2 separate regions of the Mus musculus genome follow, and region 1 is linked to region 2. A link is a contact called in public promoter capture Hi-C data. All regions are on one chromosome and are shown on one strand. Each heading gives the region's core, a stretch centred on a gene start, on an enhancer-like site or on the middle of the called end of the contact. The rest is flanking DNA. Distances are from core to core; before and after follow the strand shown. Region 1 holds the start of Rsrc2 (arginine/serine-rich coiled-coil 2). Region 2 holds the start of Acad10 (acyl-Coenzyme A dehydrogenase family, member 10).

Region 1 (3,822 bases), core at 537-3,036, 2.1 Mb after region 2:
AGGCGTCCTCCCCATCCCCCGGAGACTGAGAGCCAAAATATCAATTAGTCAGTTTTACTTCAGTTTAGTAGAAATCCATAGAAACACTGCCTGCAAACTGCAATGTTCAGTCACTGGGTCTATAAGCCACCCGTTTTCCACATTTAAATCGTGAAAACCCTAGACAACAGCTGAAGCACAGCATACAAATCCCTTTAGCAGAGGATTTGATACTAGGCCAGCTCTCTGGAGGATTACGTTTACAGTGGACGACACTGCAGAAAGCCAATAACTGAATTTATCTCACTTAAAATAATGGAACACAAGGAAAATAATACCATTCTTTTTTTTTCTTTTTTTTTTTTGGTTTTTCGAGACAGGGTTTCTCTGTGTAGCCCTGGCTGTCCTGGAACTCACTCTGTAGACCAGGCTGGCCTCGAACTCAGAAATTCACCTGTCTCTGCCTCCCAAGTGCTGGGATTAAAGGCGTACGCCACCACACCCGGCAAATAATACCATTCTTGAAGTATACTAAGAGGCCCAAGACACTAATCCCACAATTTAAAAAAGCTTGCCTACTCTTTGAAAAGTCAAAAAAAAAAAAATCATTCTAAATTCATCTAGAAAGAGGGTAGTGAGATGCAGAAAAACTACCTGTACCATTCTAATTTCAAATACTCCAACTATCAGGAAAAGTAAGCCTTATTTGCAATATGAAGTTAAAACCTGTCAGTAAAAGGAAATACAGAATGCTTACAAGAATATTTTCTTTCGAAAACCAGAAACAAATTATCACAGGCTAATATGATTCATTAGCAATGAGCATAGTATATATCCAGGGCAGGCTTCCTGTTCAGGTCTCTTAGATACGGCTTCCATTTGGTTCAGGAAGGGGGTCTTAAACAATGCTGCGGTTCTCAAAGGTTTCGGAGTTCGGGGGCAGCATGGCCTACAGAGCGAGTTTCAGGACAGCCAGGGCTACAGAGAAACCATGCCTCAAAAATAAAAACCCCAAAAAACAAAAAAAAACCAACCCCCCCCAAAAAAAAACCTCATAAATCGCTTTAAAACATAAGGGACTGGAACTAGATAGACTTTTTTTTCCCCTCTTTAAGTGAATCCCAGTTTCAACCAATAAGGTTCGCAAAACTAGAAGTAGCCCTATCACTGAGGGATCGCTCAAAGATAAATAAACAAACAAATAAAAAGACTGTGTCCTCCTACACTGCGCCTTAAGGAGCCTGCCTTTTGACCCGATGCGTCCCAGAGGATACTTCTGGTCTTTTTTTCCTTTCCGGTCAAATGCGATAAAGCGCCAAGCATGAACGCAGAAGCCTTAGGAAACGCAAAGCCTAACACCAGTCTGGGTCAAAGAGCTAAACCCCACAGTTCGGTGGGCTTCTGGAGAAATACTGGGTCAGGGAAAATGATGAGGAAAGTTCTGGAGAGGGAAAGAAAAAACCAAGCCATTCCCTGCGGCTCCCCACCCCCAGCCAGACGGCCTTACCTCCCCCTCCCTGCAGCAGGAAGCCATGATGGCGAGCGCAGCGAGCGGCCGCGGCGCCATCTTGTCCACACACAGGCACGGACAACAGCCCTGATGAGCTGGTCGCCCACTCTGTGTTAAAGAAACAAACAAACAAAAAACCCAGCCTGGCCTTCGAGCTCCACTTAGTACCTACCGCCATTATTTTTTTGAGTCCCGGCCGCTAAGGCGGCGCCTCTGCTTGCCCGCACTCAACAGTACTGGCCGCCTCGAAGCTTCGCCACAGACTGAATCTCTTGCGCGAGAGACCCGGATGGCACAAGAAAAAAAAAAAAAAAAAAAGGGGATGAGGCCGGGCCAGGCGCGCAGCTTGCTGGGAGAAAAAGTGGGTGGCGATAAGAGTTTCTATAACAACGCGGTTCGAGGCGGTGATTGGTTAGTCTCTCGAAGGGCGTGGCGTGAAGCCTACGAAGTGGGTGGGGCCAAGGATACCTCCCAGAATGGATGCTCGGTATCGGGAATTCAATTTAGTTTAGGGCGGGGCGGTTTCCGCGCTCAATTTTGAGCCAAGTTTGGCCTGCTCCGGCCTCCGTAAAAGGGGTTGAGCACGGTATTCTCCCGCCAATTCAAATCAGTGGCAGGGAAGGTAAAATGAGTAGGGGCGGTTGTGTCCGTCGGGAAGAAGTGTGAGACACTTGAGAATTCTCTTTTTAATTTCGTCAGCTGCTGCAGGTGAGACGTCAGCCTTGCGGCTCGATGGGAGCGGGAGGAGTGTTAGGTGGAACCAGCAGGGGGCTTCAGTCCGTCTCTGGGTTTTATCGATCTCTAGATGATGGCGGGAGAAAAAAATTAGAGAGGATTCTAGATGGCAGGCCGTCTGAGTTTTCGTGGATATAGCTTCATCGATAGTGTTTCATCTGATTCATGACCTTGTATTGGCTCGTCTGTTTTTTTTCCGCACTCGGTGATGTCAAAATCTGTTTATCACCTGTTTGCTCTCTTTCACCAGAAGAAAGTGTAGTCTTAAACGGGGCAGTGGTGGCGCACGCCTTTAATCCCAGCCCAGCATTCCGGAGGCAGAGGCAGGCGGATTTCTGAGTTCGAGGCCAGCCTGGTCTACAGAGTGAGTTCCAGGACAGCCAGGGCTACATAGAGAAACCCTGTCTCGAAGGAAAAAAAAAAAAAAAAAAAAAAAACCAAAACCAAAAAAACCCAAATACTTGACACAGTGTTCAACCATTTTGTCGTTGTTGTTCCCTCAAGACTATAAACCTCAGGGTTGGGAATGTTAAGTCAGTTGGTAGAGTGCTGAATAACTGGTCTAGCCTGTGGTCTGAGTCCAGACTCACAGAGCTTTGTCCTGTCTTTGCCTCCCAAGTACTAGGTTAAAGGCCAGTCTGGCTCAGAACTCAGAGATCCACCTGCCTCTGCCTCCTGAGTGCTGGGATTTAAAGTCGTGTTATGTTCTTAGCAGGAGCTCTTTTCCTTTATTCATTACATTCCTAGCCCAAATGTTATCTGCTTCCAGATAGCATATTATCAGACAATTCAAATAGAGTCCCAGGAACCATCAAAACCCAGAACAAGCAGGACGTGATAGCTCTTGACTGAAATCCCAGGAGTCTAGAGCTGAGGTAGGACGATCCTGAGTTCAAGTTAGGATCAAGACCTTTAGTTACACAGTGAGAGGCTGACTCAAAAGAAAAAGTTATTCAAAACAAAACAAACAAACAAACAACCCTTCAAGCCAGGCAGAGATGTCGCATACCTTTAATCCCAGCACTCAGGTGGCAGAGGCAAAAGGATATCTGAGTTTGTGGTCAGCCTGGTCCATACAGTGAGTTCTAGGCTACACACACACACACAAAACTCCTTCAAAACAGCCTTAGTTTTAGCTAACTCCAACATTCCCCTCCCACTCTGTGTGTGTGGACAGGATCTTGCAATACAAGCTTGGACCAGACCAAGGTTCCCCAAATTTGAAATTATTCTTCTGTCTTCGCCTTTGGCATGCTGAGATTATGGGTGTTTGCCACGATGCCTGTCTACATTATGCTCCTACATGTATACGTATATTTTCTTTACATTTATTGTGTGTGTACATTCATAGGTCAGAGGATAACATTCATGCAGTTCGTTCTTCAACTTTGTTGCTTCTTTTTTTAATTTTTAAATTTTGTGTCTTGAGTTTCTTTATATAGCCTTAGCTTTGTAGACCAGGCTGGCTTCAAACTCACAGAGATTTGTCAGCCTCTGCCTACTGAGTGCTGGGATTTAAAGGTGTGCACCACCACACCCGCCAACCATGTGGATTCTTAATGGAATTCATATTGCCAGTCAGGTTTGGCATCAAACTT
Region 2 (4,125 bases), core at 1,219-3,718:
CTTCTCTGTAGATTTTATTTCTTTTCCCCATTGCTGACTGTGGCAGTTTTGTGGTGGGCTCCCACCCCCAATGGCCCTTTTTCATAACTGTAGTGGAGTATTTAACCTCTACAAACACTAACTGTTCTCCTAACTGCTTCTATGGTAAGCCCCACAAGACAAGGATTGTGTTGTCTTTTAGACAGCCATCTCTTGGGGCTCGGTGCTAGAATCAGAACAGCACCTCAGGCTAGATGACCTGAAGGATGAGAAACTGGATAGATCAGAAAATAGCATGGAGTCCTGAGGATGCATGGCTGTATCCCTAGCACATGAGAGGCAGAGGCAGGGCAGCCTTGAATGTCCAAGCTAGCCCAGGCTAGCCAGCAAGAAAAGGGAGAGAGGGTGCAGGGAGGGAAGAGCCATGTTTGAGTGGCTGACATCCAGGAAGAGCTGTGACTCCTTGTCCCCTCCTGGTTAGCAATGCTAGTTTCCTGGGACTGGCATCTTCTATACCACAGAGCATCTTTGTTTTCTCCTTGTCAATCAGAATGAGGTTAGACTAATGTAGGCTTCCTGCCTCGATCATATTTCATAAACATCTACATGGTGTATAGTTTTATATTACAGACATGGTGTAGTAAAGACATAACAGATCTTGTGTTTGACTGGTTTCCAAGCGTGACTCTGCTATCCATTGACAGTGAGGTCCTATGTATGTTACCCTCTCTGAGCCACAGCTTCCTCCTCTGTAAAATGGGGATAATTTCAGTACCTATTGCAAAGGTGGGGGGGGGGGGTAACCATTGCCTAAGGTAAAGAATGTAGAGCTATCAAGTTAGTGTGTGTCACACTATTTAGGGTTACCTAACACGTGACTTGGGGGTGTGCCTCAGCAGAATGGCTTGTTCTTAGCACGATGAAGACTCTAGGTCAATCTCAGCACCATAAACTAGTGTCTGACACAGTCAGATGATCTACACTCTGTGGATGGCTTGTCCACTTTCATATATGCCCATTTTTCCCCATGAGGGGTATGATTTGGTGATATCTATGCTTTTTTTGGTGGTCACCACCAGGTGACAGTACCACTGAGGTCTATGGTTCACAGACACACATACACGCACCCCAAAAGGGTTATAGAAAGTGAAAGTTGAGCAGAAGTTGGGAAATCTTGGCATTAAAAGGCTTTAAGACATATTACATAGAAAATAGTATAAACACCTCTATATATTGTATGTTCCTGTTACAGGTACCATTTGTATCCATGGCCTCTCCCAGACCTCTTACACTATAGCATGTACACAATATTGTCCTTCCTGACATGTCATATTTTTTCTCCATATATGCACTAATCTTACCTGGCCTTTCTTCCTTTCTTTCTCCCTTTCTTTCTTTCTTTTCTCCTTCCTTTCTTTCTTTCCTTCTTTCTTTCTCTTATGTGTGTGTGTGTCCTGAACATTGTTTCGATTATATCGTGTGTATGTGTGTGTGTATTTTAGACACTGAACCCAGAGCCTATACCTAAAGCATTCTAACCCTTAAGTGCATTCCTCAGTGTGTGTGCTCACTATAGCACCTGCACAGAGGACAATCTTGAGTTAGTTCTATCCTGCCATCTTGTGAAGCACAAAGCCTTCAGCAGAAGCCTGGAAGTAACCCTGGCACTGATGAGGTGGAAAAGGCAGGAGGGTCAGAAGTTCAAGGACATCTGATTCCAATACGTAGAGAACATAGATTATCTTTTCTCCAATATATAGGGTTCTCAGTATCTTGGGCTACTCAAGACCTTGTCTCAGAACAACTCAAAACCTCAAAACAACTAAACAATGGCCAGACGGTGGTAGGGCAGGGCTGTATCCCACAACTCCAGAGGCTTAGGCAGGCAGATCTCTGAGTTCGAGGACAGCCTGGTCTACAGAGTGAGTTCTAGGACAGCTAGGCGTACTTGGAGCAACTCTGACTTGGAGAAGAAAACAACAAAAACAAACAAAAAATAAAACAAAACCAAACACATCCAAACCACAAAACCAAATTTAACCATGACCTATAGGCTTCCCAGCGTATCCCTGTCTCTTACACAGCGTTTTGTATCACACAACCGAGTGGTTATGCAATAACTAGCTCAGGATCGCACGAGTGCTGAAGCTTGTCCTGTCTGGGGCTGTTTTCTGTGTCCGCAAAAATAATCATCCCACGCAGCCCCGCAGTGCCCGGCTCTCAGTGGATTATCTGTGAAGTCATTGCGCTCCTAGCCAGCCCCTCGCCATACCTGCAGAAAGTTACAACCCTGAGGTCGAAGACCCAGGAAGCCTCAGAGTCTCTGCGGACCCATAGACTCTCGGTGAGCCCTGCGGGAAAACTAAGGAGGACAAACGTAGAGAGGGGTCAAACGCAAAATAGGAGCCAGGCGTCTTTGCGTGCTCTGCGCACGCTCCTCGGACCCTGTCCAGACGGTCAGCCAAGGGGGCAGAAGCAGCTGTCGAAAGCGCATGCGCGCCCGGGGCCTCGCCCCTTTCCGCGTGCGCGTGCGCGACCCGGCGGGTCAGAGACGGCGGCCGACAGGCGGAAGCGGAGGTTGTTGTGGCTCGGCAGGCTGCGCGCGACGGGGGCTGCCGCTGCTGAGGCGGCGGCCGCGGCTTCTGAGGCGGTGGCGGCGCTGCCGACCGCGGGCCGCTCGGCCTCTGGGCTCGGGCCGCAGCCTTCCGTCAGCCCACCGGGGCCCACGCCGAGCAGCGCCTGTCCTATGAGTGTGTCACTGGTGGTCATCCGACTGGAGCTCGCGGGTCACTCGCCGGTCCCCACCGACTTCGGCTTCAGCGCCGCCGGTGAGTCGGCGGCCTCGCGCCGGGCCGGAGGGTCGGCAGCCCTCGCTCCACCGGCCCCCGGACTTGCCGGGCGCCTCTGCTCGACGTCGCCCTCGCTGCGAGAAAGCGCGGCCCAGGGCGCGGGGGCGATGCTGTGCGCCTTTCCCAAGCTGGCAGTCAGACAGACCGGTGGGGAAAGGATTTGCCCAAAGTTAGGTGTGAGTGGCTGGAAACGCGAGTTTTAGCCCAGCCGGGGACCGAGAGGCTGACGTCTTCACCACCGGCCACAGACTTCCTTAGTGGGTCATGCAGCTTCGGCTCTTCCCGTGATCGTCACAACCTTACCTGATAGCATTGAGGATCCTGAAGTGAAGGCAGGAGGACAGGCAACCAGAAGCCAGGCAGGGTTGGGGGGGGGGGGCGGAAACCTGTCTCAAAAGACCGACGAGAAAAAGGTGTGTGTGGGAGGGCGATTGCTTGGTATCTGTCAAGAGTTTTGTCATGCCCTGAATCAGACTTGGTCTGATATGTGCCATACGGACTAAATGTCCCAAGTTGATGGAAAAGAGAAACGGACACTTAGTTTGGAGAGCTGGGCTGGCGCTCGTTCTCGGAAGGATGGCATCCTGGACACTCTGTGGGTCCATTCTTTGGAGCTGCAGTAGAAGAGTGTGTTGTGGTCTTTCTTGGTCTTTGAGACTCCAGTGACTTGATTTATTTCAAGGTTACAAGCGAAATTCCAGAGCTCAAAGTGACCCCTAGATCTGAAAGTCAGTTAAGTTGGCACTAGGCACAAACAGGTAACTTCATCCTGGCCCAGTCCTGGAGACATTTATGCAGTAAAGCCTAGGGGGAGAGTACCTACTGTGTGCTTAGATGTGTGGATCGGGTGCTGAGAACTCCTACTGTGTGCTTGGTTGTGTGGGTTGAGTGCCGTACTGGACAGGCCTGGTGCCTGCCTCAGAACTGATGTTAAGGAATTTCGGTCACATCTCCGGGTTTCTGAAATGCTGCTTATTCATTAATAAGTAGAGGGACAGAGGCAGACACTGGAAAAGAGCCTCATCCAGGGGGACACGCCATAGAGGAGCAGGAAAGCTATTGATTGATGTGCCAAGAAGTGAGAGGAATTTGTTCTGTCATTAGGTATTAATCTTTCATGTGTTCTCCAGCTGGAGAGATGTCTGATGAGGAGATCAAAAAGAAGACATTGGCTTCCGCTGTCGCCTGTCTAGAAGGGAAGTCAGCCGGGGAGAAAGCAGCCATCATCCACCAGCACCTTGGCCGTCGGGAAATGACGGATGTGATTATTGAGACCATGAAGGCCAGAGCAGGTATG

The links. Capture Hi-C pulls out chosen DNA fragments and counts their contacts.
Region 1: a contact with region 2 is called in a promoter capture Hi-C map of adipose tissue, with 3 times the contacts expected there. The contact joins the promoter of Rsrc2 here to the promoter of Acad10 in region 2. A contact is called at or near these places in 1 of 39 promoter capture datasets (neutrophils) and 2 of 9 other capture datasets (adipose tissue and liver).

Annotation. Positions count from the first base shown.
Region 1 is chr5:123,747,628-123,751,449 of GRCm38.p6, forward strand. It overlaps Rsrc2 (arginine/serine-rich coiled-coil 2), which reads right to left and starts at 1,787. Exons shown (of 10, transcript NM_001005525.2): 1 at 1,662-1,787. The coding sequence starts at 1,667. It overlaps Kntc1 (kinetochore associated 1), which reads left to right and starts at 2,099. Exons shown (of 64, transcript NM_001042421.1): 1 at 2,099-2,197.
Region 2 is chr5:121,658,042-121,662,166 of GRCm38.p6, forward strand. It overlaps Acad10 (acyl-Coenzyme A dehydrogenase family, member 10), which reads right to left and starts at 2,469. Exons shown (of 21, transcript NM_028037.4): 1 at 2,252-2,469. Brap (BRCA1 associated protein) reads left to right here and starts at 2,522. Exons shown (of 12, transcript NM_028227.3): 1 at 2,522-2,807; 2 at 3,959-4,120. The coding sequence starts at 2,726.